Linked DNA regions of Mus musculus: region 1 is linked to region 2. A link is a contact called in public Hi-C data. All regions are on one chromosome and are shown on one strand. Each heading gives the region's core, a stretch centred on a gene start, on an enhancer-like site or on the middle of the called end of the contact. The rest is flanking DNA. Distances are from core to core; before and after follow the strand shown. Region 1 holds the start of Rps29 (ribosomal protein S29). Region 2 holds the start of Pnn (pinin).

Region 1 (3,374 bases), core at 621-3,120, about 10 Mb before region 2:
CACTATAGCTGTCTTCAGACACACCAGAAGAGGGCGTCAGATCTCATTATAGGTAGTTGTGAGCCACCATGTGGTTTCTGGGATTTGAACTCAGGACCTTTGGAAGAGCAGTCAGTGCTCTTACCCACTGAGCCATCTCACCAGCCCCTGGCAGAAACTTATTGTCACGATGCTAGCCAATCTGTCAGGGGTAGCTAGGAAAACACAAATGCTCTTTGGATCCCAAGAAAAGGCAGTGAACAGTCTAGCCAGACTCTTCCAGAAGGCCTGGCTAGCCAGGAAGGGCATGGCTACCTGTTTTGGCAAAGCAGTGATCCCAGTAATAGTAACAGGTACTGATTGATGAGAGGAAAAATAAGGCACCAGTGAGCTGTGTCCTTCAGCAGCGTTATCTTCTTACTCTGTCTAGCAACAGTACCCTCCTGTGTTCTCCCGTTTGTTTAGTTGTATTACATGTTGTCAAAGCAAGACAGAGAGATAGATCAACAACAACAACAGAACTGGAATTGAAAAGGTGAGGGAATCGCGGTGTGTGTGTTTGTTTATGTGTATATGTGTGTGTGTATTTGTATATGTGTATATGTGTGTGTGTGTTTGTGTAAAACACTAGATTTGAAGACTGACAACAGACATTAAATTATATCTGGTCTTTAAATCTGTGACTCTTTCATTATGAAATAATTGGGTAAGGATTGTCTACCAAAATTTTGAAGTAGCATACTTTAAAGTTTTTTTTAAAGTTTCTATTAAAAGTCTTCTACAAAAGGCTTTTTTTCTTAATTTTACTCTGCTACATTCTAGATTTAGTTAAAGCTTTTATTTCAGGGGGCAGGGCTTTGTGCAATTTTAGGTTTTATTTTTATTTTATATATTTTTTATTTTTTATAAATTTGTCTTTTGAAGTTTGTCGTTACTTGTTTTGCTATTAAATTATCTGATGAAAACAACTTTTATTTTATATTACTTTTCTTCATATTCATCCACTTAGCCTGCGTTTGGTGGCACAAGCAAGCCCATTATTAGAGGCTGAGACATTAGGATAGGGAGTGTGAGTCTATTATGGGCAAAATGAGAGTCTTGGGCCAGTCTTGTCTACACAAAAACAAATGAAAAGTAAATGTAGGCGATTATATTTAGGTATCAAGGGTGGTATACTCACATATACGTAAGACCCTATTTTCCATCCATGGAATGATGTGGATTTCTTTTTGGAGTATATGAGGTCAAAAGATTTAATAAGAGGCCCCTATCGTTGACTCTTACTCATTACACTTGATTTAAGTTGTCATATAATTTCACGCCAGTAGGTGTCAGTAGTGAGTAAAGGAAAAAAAAAATCACGTTTGTAAGCGAACGTTTGTGTTAAGACAATGTAAAAAATTAAGGTTGAAATGTATTATATGAGAAAAGGGTGAATTAAAAAGAAAGTGAGAATAATGTTAATATTATTAAGTGTCCAAAAAGAGACGGGGTCTCGCTATGTTGCCCAGGCTGGAGTGCAGTGGCTATTCACAGGCGCGATCCCACTACTGATCAGCACGGGAGTTTTGACCTGCTCCGTTTCCGACCTGGGCCGGTTCACCCCTCCTTAGGCAACCTGGTGGTCCCCCGCTCCCGGGAGGTCACCATATTGATGCCGAACTTAGTGCGGACACCCGATCGGCATAGCGCACTACAGCCCAGAACTCCTGGACTCAAGCGATCCTCCTGTCTCAGCCTCCCGAGTAGCTGGGACTACAGGCGTGCGCCACCGCGCCCGGCGAGCGCTGAGAGCGACGGGGAGATACTAGAGCTGCGGCGGGCCGTGACGTCACTCACTGTGCCCGCCCAGCCAGCCTTAGAAATGTCACTCAGAGCACGCGGACCAATGTTGTCGCACGGCGTACGCGTCACGTCTTAGCGTTGTATTCTGGGTAGCGTGTAGCTCCAAAAAACTTTGAAGAGCGCCTGCGCGAGCCGACTCGTTCCTTTCTCCTCGTTGGGCGTCTGAAGGCAAGATGGGTCACCAGCAGCTCTACTGGAGTCACCCACGGAAGTTCGGCCAGGGTTCCCGCTCTTGGTGAGGAGCGGGTTGTGGAGACCGCGGTTAGAGGGAAGGGCCATTGTTGGTGACTGGGTGTCGGAAATTCAAGGCCCGCGGGCGGCGCGCAGGGCGTTCGGTGCTGCCGTCGCCATTACGGGCTTAGCTAGGCCGGGCCGGGCGGGCCCTGCTGCGGGTGGTGGGGAAGCTGAGGAGTGCTGTACCTTACTGTGGCGGCTCCATTAAGGCCATCTCCTTGTCCTTCCTCCTCCCAGCCGCGTCTGCTCCAACCGCCACGGTCTGATCCGCAAATACGGGCTGAACATGTGCCGCCAGTGCTTCCGGCAGTACGCGAAGGACATAGGCTTCATTAAGGTACGCGCGGTTGGTCGCTGCCGTCCACGATGCACACAGCGGAGGGTTTTAAGAGTTCCAGAAGGGAAGGGTGAAGGGTTTAATGCCTGGTCAGATTTAGGTGTCAGGTGGGTAGGAGGTGGTGCAGTTTCTACATAGTAACTGAATATTCCTAACCCAATACGTGTCTTAAATTTCTGGCCCAGGATGTTTGATCATACTGGGAAGAGCTCTAGACTTCACACACCGAAACCTAAGTGAATCTAGTGAACACACTGCTATGTTTTAGCCAGGGTTTTGGCTTTTTATTTGTTCTAAGGTTGATGTCTCAAAAGTCTCCTTTTTTGGTCAAAACCACTGTATATATATTTCATCTGCTTTTTATTTGTACCAATTTTTTTAAAAAGTATTTTAACCGGGTTTCTCCGTAGCCCTGGCTGTCCTGGAACACAGATTCTCTGCTGGGATTAAAGGTGTGCATCACACCCAGCTGCGGGACCAGTTTTAAATAAACTTGTGTTTAATGGGCCTGCATGGTATTTGACACTGCTGAGGTGCAGCAGAGAGTTTTAAGCTCAGACTTACATTATTGATGAAATAGTTACTGTAAGCCTAGCCTTACAGTTTAGAGACTTGAATGACTCAAGTGTGTCAGGATCGGTCCCTCCTCCGTCTGGTCTAGGTTTTTTCGGGTTAAGATGAACTGCAGAAACGGGCTATTTAGTAACTCCGGAGTACATGACATGGTTAATGTAATTTTGTGTGGTCTTGTATCGGGGAATAACTAGGGGGAACCAGTGGAAATAAATGCCAGAATCACAGTCTAAGTAATAGACTCCGTTTTGTTTTTTTCTTTTCAGTTGGACTAAGCGACCTTGAATGGATTCGACTGACTACTACCAAGTGGAACCGATCATGCTAGTCTTTGTACACAAAGAATAAAAATGTGAAGAACTTTAATTCCTGTGTGTGTGTTTTGTTTAGAAAAGGGAAGCAAAAA
Region 2 (3,822 bases), core at 1,112-3,611:
GCACTGTATAACATTAATCTCCTCTTTGGTAATGAGTAAATGAGGTAAAGCAAGGAAGAGAAAAAGTTAAAAAAAAAGGCACCAATACCCGTTCAGTAGCAACAGTAGATTCTTGTTTAAATTTCTGAAGAGTGCCCATCAACAAGCCAAATATTCGTCGGTTCCTAAGAAACATAAGAGGAAAATGAACGTGTGCATGCCCTGTCTGAGAGGTCCTGTAAGCAAGCGTCTCGTCTGCTGAGTGCGAGCCTTCCACCCCCTCCCCCTGGCGCCGAGCAGGCACCTTTGCTTCCCCTTCTCATCCATGTTTTGATCCTGGATAAGGTCTCTGCGCGTGCGCTCTTTGGAGGTAGCTACAACGGAAGATTGCAGTGCTGGCTGTAAGAGAGAAGAAAGGATCAATGATTTCTTGTTCTGGGCTATCATGCTTTTCAAAGCACACTAAGAGTTGTGTTCATCCTCTAATATTTAATTTCAATACCTTTTTAACATCATCGTCTTCTGGGTCGCTCTCCTGGCGTGATTCTCTTCTTGTCCGACGCTCCCCACCCAGCCTAGCACGGGAGAAAGAATTGAAATGACCACTATGGAATCAAATGCATAATCAATCAAAGGTGAATGGGTGTTCAAATGCTCATCTCCAGAAGGCATATTCTACTGAGTTTATATCGCATTTACCACTTTCTTATGGGGGGTGGGGGAGGGGTGGAAGCAAGATGCTCCAAACCAAGCTTTGCTCTCTTCTCATATCCAAACGTTTCTTGGTGTTTTTTAAAGTACAAAACAGAACGTGTTACTTCTAATCCCACTGAGTTCTGTAAACTGGGCTAGCCCAGTTCAAATCAATCCCAATGACATAGAAATATCTGTAGTGTCCCAGAAAACAAGATGGGTACTGACTCTCCAGACATCTTTTGAAACCATACCTACTGACTGCCCCTTCCAGGTCTCTTTGTTTGGCTGGGGGTCCTCCTCCACTATCTGAGAATCCACGCCTGCAATGAGAAACATCCAACCTAAAGCTCGAGAAACATTAGCAGAAACTGGTATTTCTAGTCGACTAGAGAATTTAGTTGATTTCATAAAGAAGAAAAACACAAGTGAAGCAAACTTAAGCAAACAATTACATGAACAACACCCTACCACCAATTACATTCTTAGATGTCAAAAGCCTTAACAGAACTTAAAAACAGTTAAGTTTATATGAAACTGTCCCCCCCCCACCCCCACCCCCCAGTCAGGGTTTCTCTGTATAGCCCTGGCTGTCCTGGAACTCACTTTGTAACTTTGTAGACCAGGCTGGCCTTGAATTCAGAAATCCGCCTGCCTCTGCCTCCCAAGTGTAGTGCATATGAAACTGTTCTAATATTCTCCAACCTCTACTTTTGCAATACATTTATTAGAAACAAGGCAGTTATCATCTCCTTACCTTAGCAATAAGCTACCTCGTCCTCTACCTCCACCAGGACCAGAAAGGGCCAGCAATCTGGCTTGGATGGGCCTAAAAAAGAATTATAATCAGTGTAAAAGTCCTATGCAGACACATGAGAGGGCTTCATATACTTCCACACACTAAGGTACACACTACGTAGAAATGAACACAAATAATTCTAAAATGACCGTTTCAGATCCACTTCTTCGAAACCAAACATTAAAATCCTCTTTCTTGCTTCCCCAAGACCACCGTTACGAAAATATATGTATCTCGAGACTGCTACATATTAATAAGTCTGGGTCAGGTCCTATCTGCCAACCTCAAGGGAAGGACACCCAAGCCAGCAGGGAGAGGCAGCCACTGCTTCCCCCGGGGGTCTCCGACTTGACAAGGGTTCGGAGCCGCAGGGGTGGAAAGGGGCTTTGTACTGCAGTTCCGGGCCTGCAGCGCCAAGGGCGGGAAGCCGTGGTCTCGGCCTTCCCGGGGGCGCGGAAACCACGCCGGGCAGCCGGGCGGGCCTTCCTTCCATTCGCAAGCACTCGCACCCAGTGCCCTAGGCGCAGGCATGGCGTCTCCCCGCCTAGCCGAGCAGAGGGCTCGCCCGCCGCCCGGGAAACGGGCCCCTTGACCCCAGTCGGCCCACAAGCGGCCGGTTGCCCTCTGTCCCGGGTGCGCCCGGCCCCGAGGCCCCGGACCTCGCCAACCTCTGGGGTTCCGTCCGATCCGTACCTCACATCATTCGGGTCCCGCCCGGTGAGCTTGCGGATATTCTCGTCCACATTCTTGAGGCTCTCTTTGGCCTTCTCTAGCTGCTCCTGCAAAGCTCTCACGGCGACCGCCATCTTCTCTCTGCAGCAGGCTTCGCGACCGCTCTCCAGGCCGCGCAGCGCCGCACCGCGCCCGCCGCTCCACGCGGAAGGACTGACAGCCGGCCCCAGCCAATGATCGCGGGCTTCTTCTCGGGCCTGGACCACCCGAGGACCGGAAGGGGAAGAAGCTTGTCGATCCGTGATTCTGGACCAATGAGAAGCCGGCAAGTCACTCAGCTCCTCCCCTCGCCGCCTGCCGTGGTTGCGCTCCGCTGCTTGCGCAGAGCGGGGAGGGATTACGTCGGTGTGATAGATCCAATCTCGGGGGTCTGCAAAGGCATCCTCTTAAACTTGACATGTCGCTGACTTCATAGTGCGCCTAAACTCTTCCCATGGGACGGAAGAGGCTATACATCCTTTTTTTCCTTCCCCAAGAGGTTTAATCAGAAAAGGGCATGGCAAATAATGGCTGTTGCGCATGCCCAGAGTGCAGGGAGGCGCAGGCTGTCTTCCATTAGTGAACTGAACCACCAGGAGTCTTCATCCTAACAGCTAATAGTTATTGTGGACACTGAGAATCGCTTTGCGTGCCTTAGTCGTTAAAAACTAGAAACTTGAATGAGATGGTGCTTAATGATAAGGAAATTGAGGCTGCGGACCTAGGTCCAACAGGTCGTCAGATCTCGATGAAGAGGCAATTTATATTCTGATCCTGAGCAAAGTTGTTTCCAGCAGGGCCTAATGCCTGCGGGTATAATAGAGGGTCTGGAGAAGTTGCCAGTGGTTTCCTGTGTGTATTTTCTGGATTCCACTTTGCCCTACCCACAATGCCAATATGGACGCTGGTTTTGTACTTGACATAGAGGTACACGTTTTAGTTCGGAAAAATGTTACACAAATGCAAAGGTCAAATCCTTACAAGTTTTCTCCCTGAAAAGGAACAAGAATTTTTGTTTTGTTTTTAGTAACAGTAACTTGGTCTTATCCTGTATGCTATTTGTGTGGAGGCTCATAACTGGATAGGTGAGGAAGAATTTCATTATCTTATCAATGTTAACAGCACCTGTTATCTACAAAACGAATACCATGACAGCCAAGGATACACAGAAAAACCCAGTCTTGAATAAAACCAAAACCAAAAAGAAGAAGGGGGGAAGGGGAGGAGGAGAAGGAGGAGAAGGAGGAGGAGGAGGAGGAGGAGGAGGAGGAGAAGAAGAAGAAGAAATAGAAGAAGAAGAAGAAGAAGAAGAAGAAGAAGAAGAAGAAGAAGAAGAAGAAGAAGAAGAAGAGAAAAGTCAGGTGGTAACATGCCTTTTAATCCCAGCACATGACAGGTTGAGGCAGGTGGATTAGCCTGGTTTACAGAGCTAGTTCCAGGACAGCCAGAGAATCCTGTCTGGAAATACTTACTCCCCCTCAGAGAGAAGGGTGGGGAGGGGGAGAGGGAGAGAGAGAAAGGGAGAAAAGGAGAGGGTGACAGGAAATATCTTTGAAGAAGCTTGAAGGTGTATAGCATATTAGCAGGAAGCAATATAGAAAACCAAGATTTTTTCTTTGGTAAAAAGCAATTAAGTCTAA

What was found. A called contact is a pair of places that touch in the nucleus more often than the background predicts.
Region 1: a contact with region 2 is called in a Hi-C map of B cells, with 6 read pairs. The contact joins the promoter of Rps29 here to the promoter of Pnn in region 2. A contact is called at or near these places in 3 of 39 promoter capture datasets (the HPC-7 cell line, cranial neural crest and pre-B cells) and 1 of 484 Hi-C or Micro-C datasets (B cells).

Annotation. Positions count from the first base shown.
Region 1 is chr12:69,157,682-69,161,055 of GRCm38.p6, reverse strand. It overlaps Rps29 (ribosomal protein S29), which reads left to right and starts at 1,870. Exons shown (of 3, transcript NM_009093.2): 1 at 1,870-2,059; 2 at 2,296-2,395; 3 at 3,235-3,334. The coding sequence starts at 1,998. The coding sequence ends at 3,243. It also overlaps Rn7s1.
Region 2 is chr12:59,065,458-59,069,279 of GRCm38.p6, reverse strand. Pnn (pinin) reads right to left here and starts at 2,361. Exons shown (of 9, transcript NM_008891.2): 1 at 2,165-2,361; 2 at 1,430-1,501; 3 at 927-995; 4 at 482-554; 5 at 284-378; 6 at 89-164. The coding sequence starts at 2,277.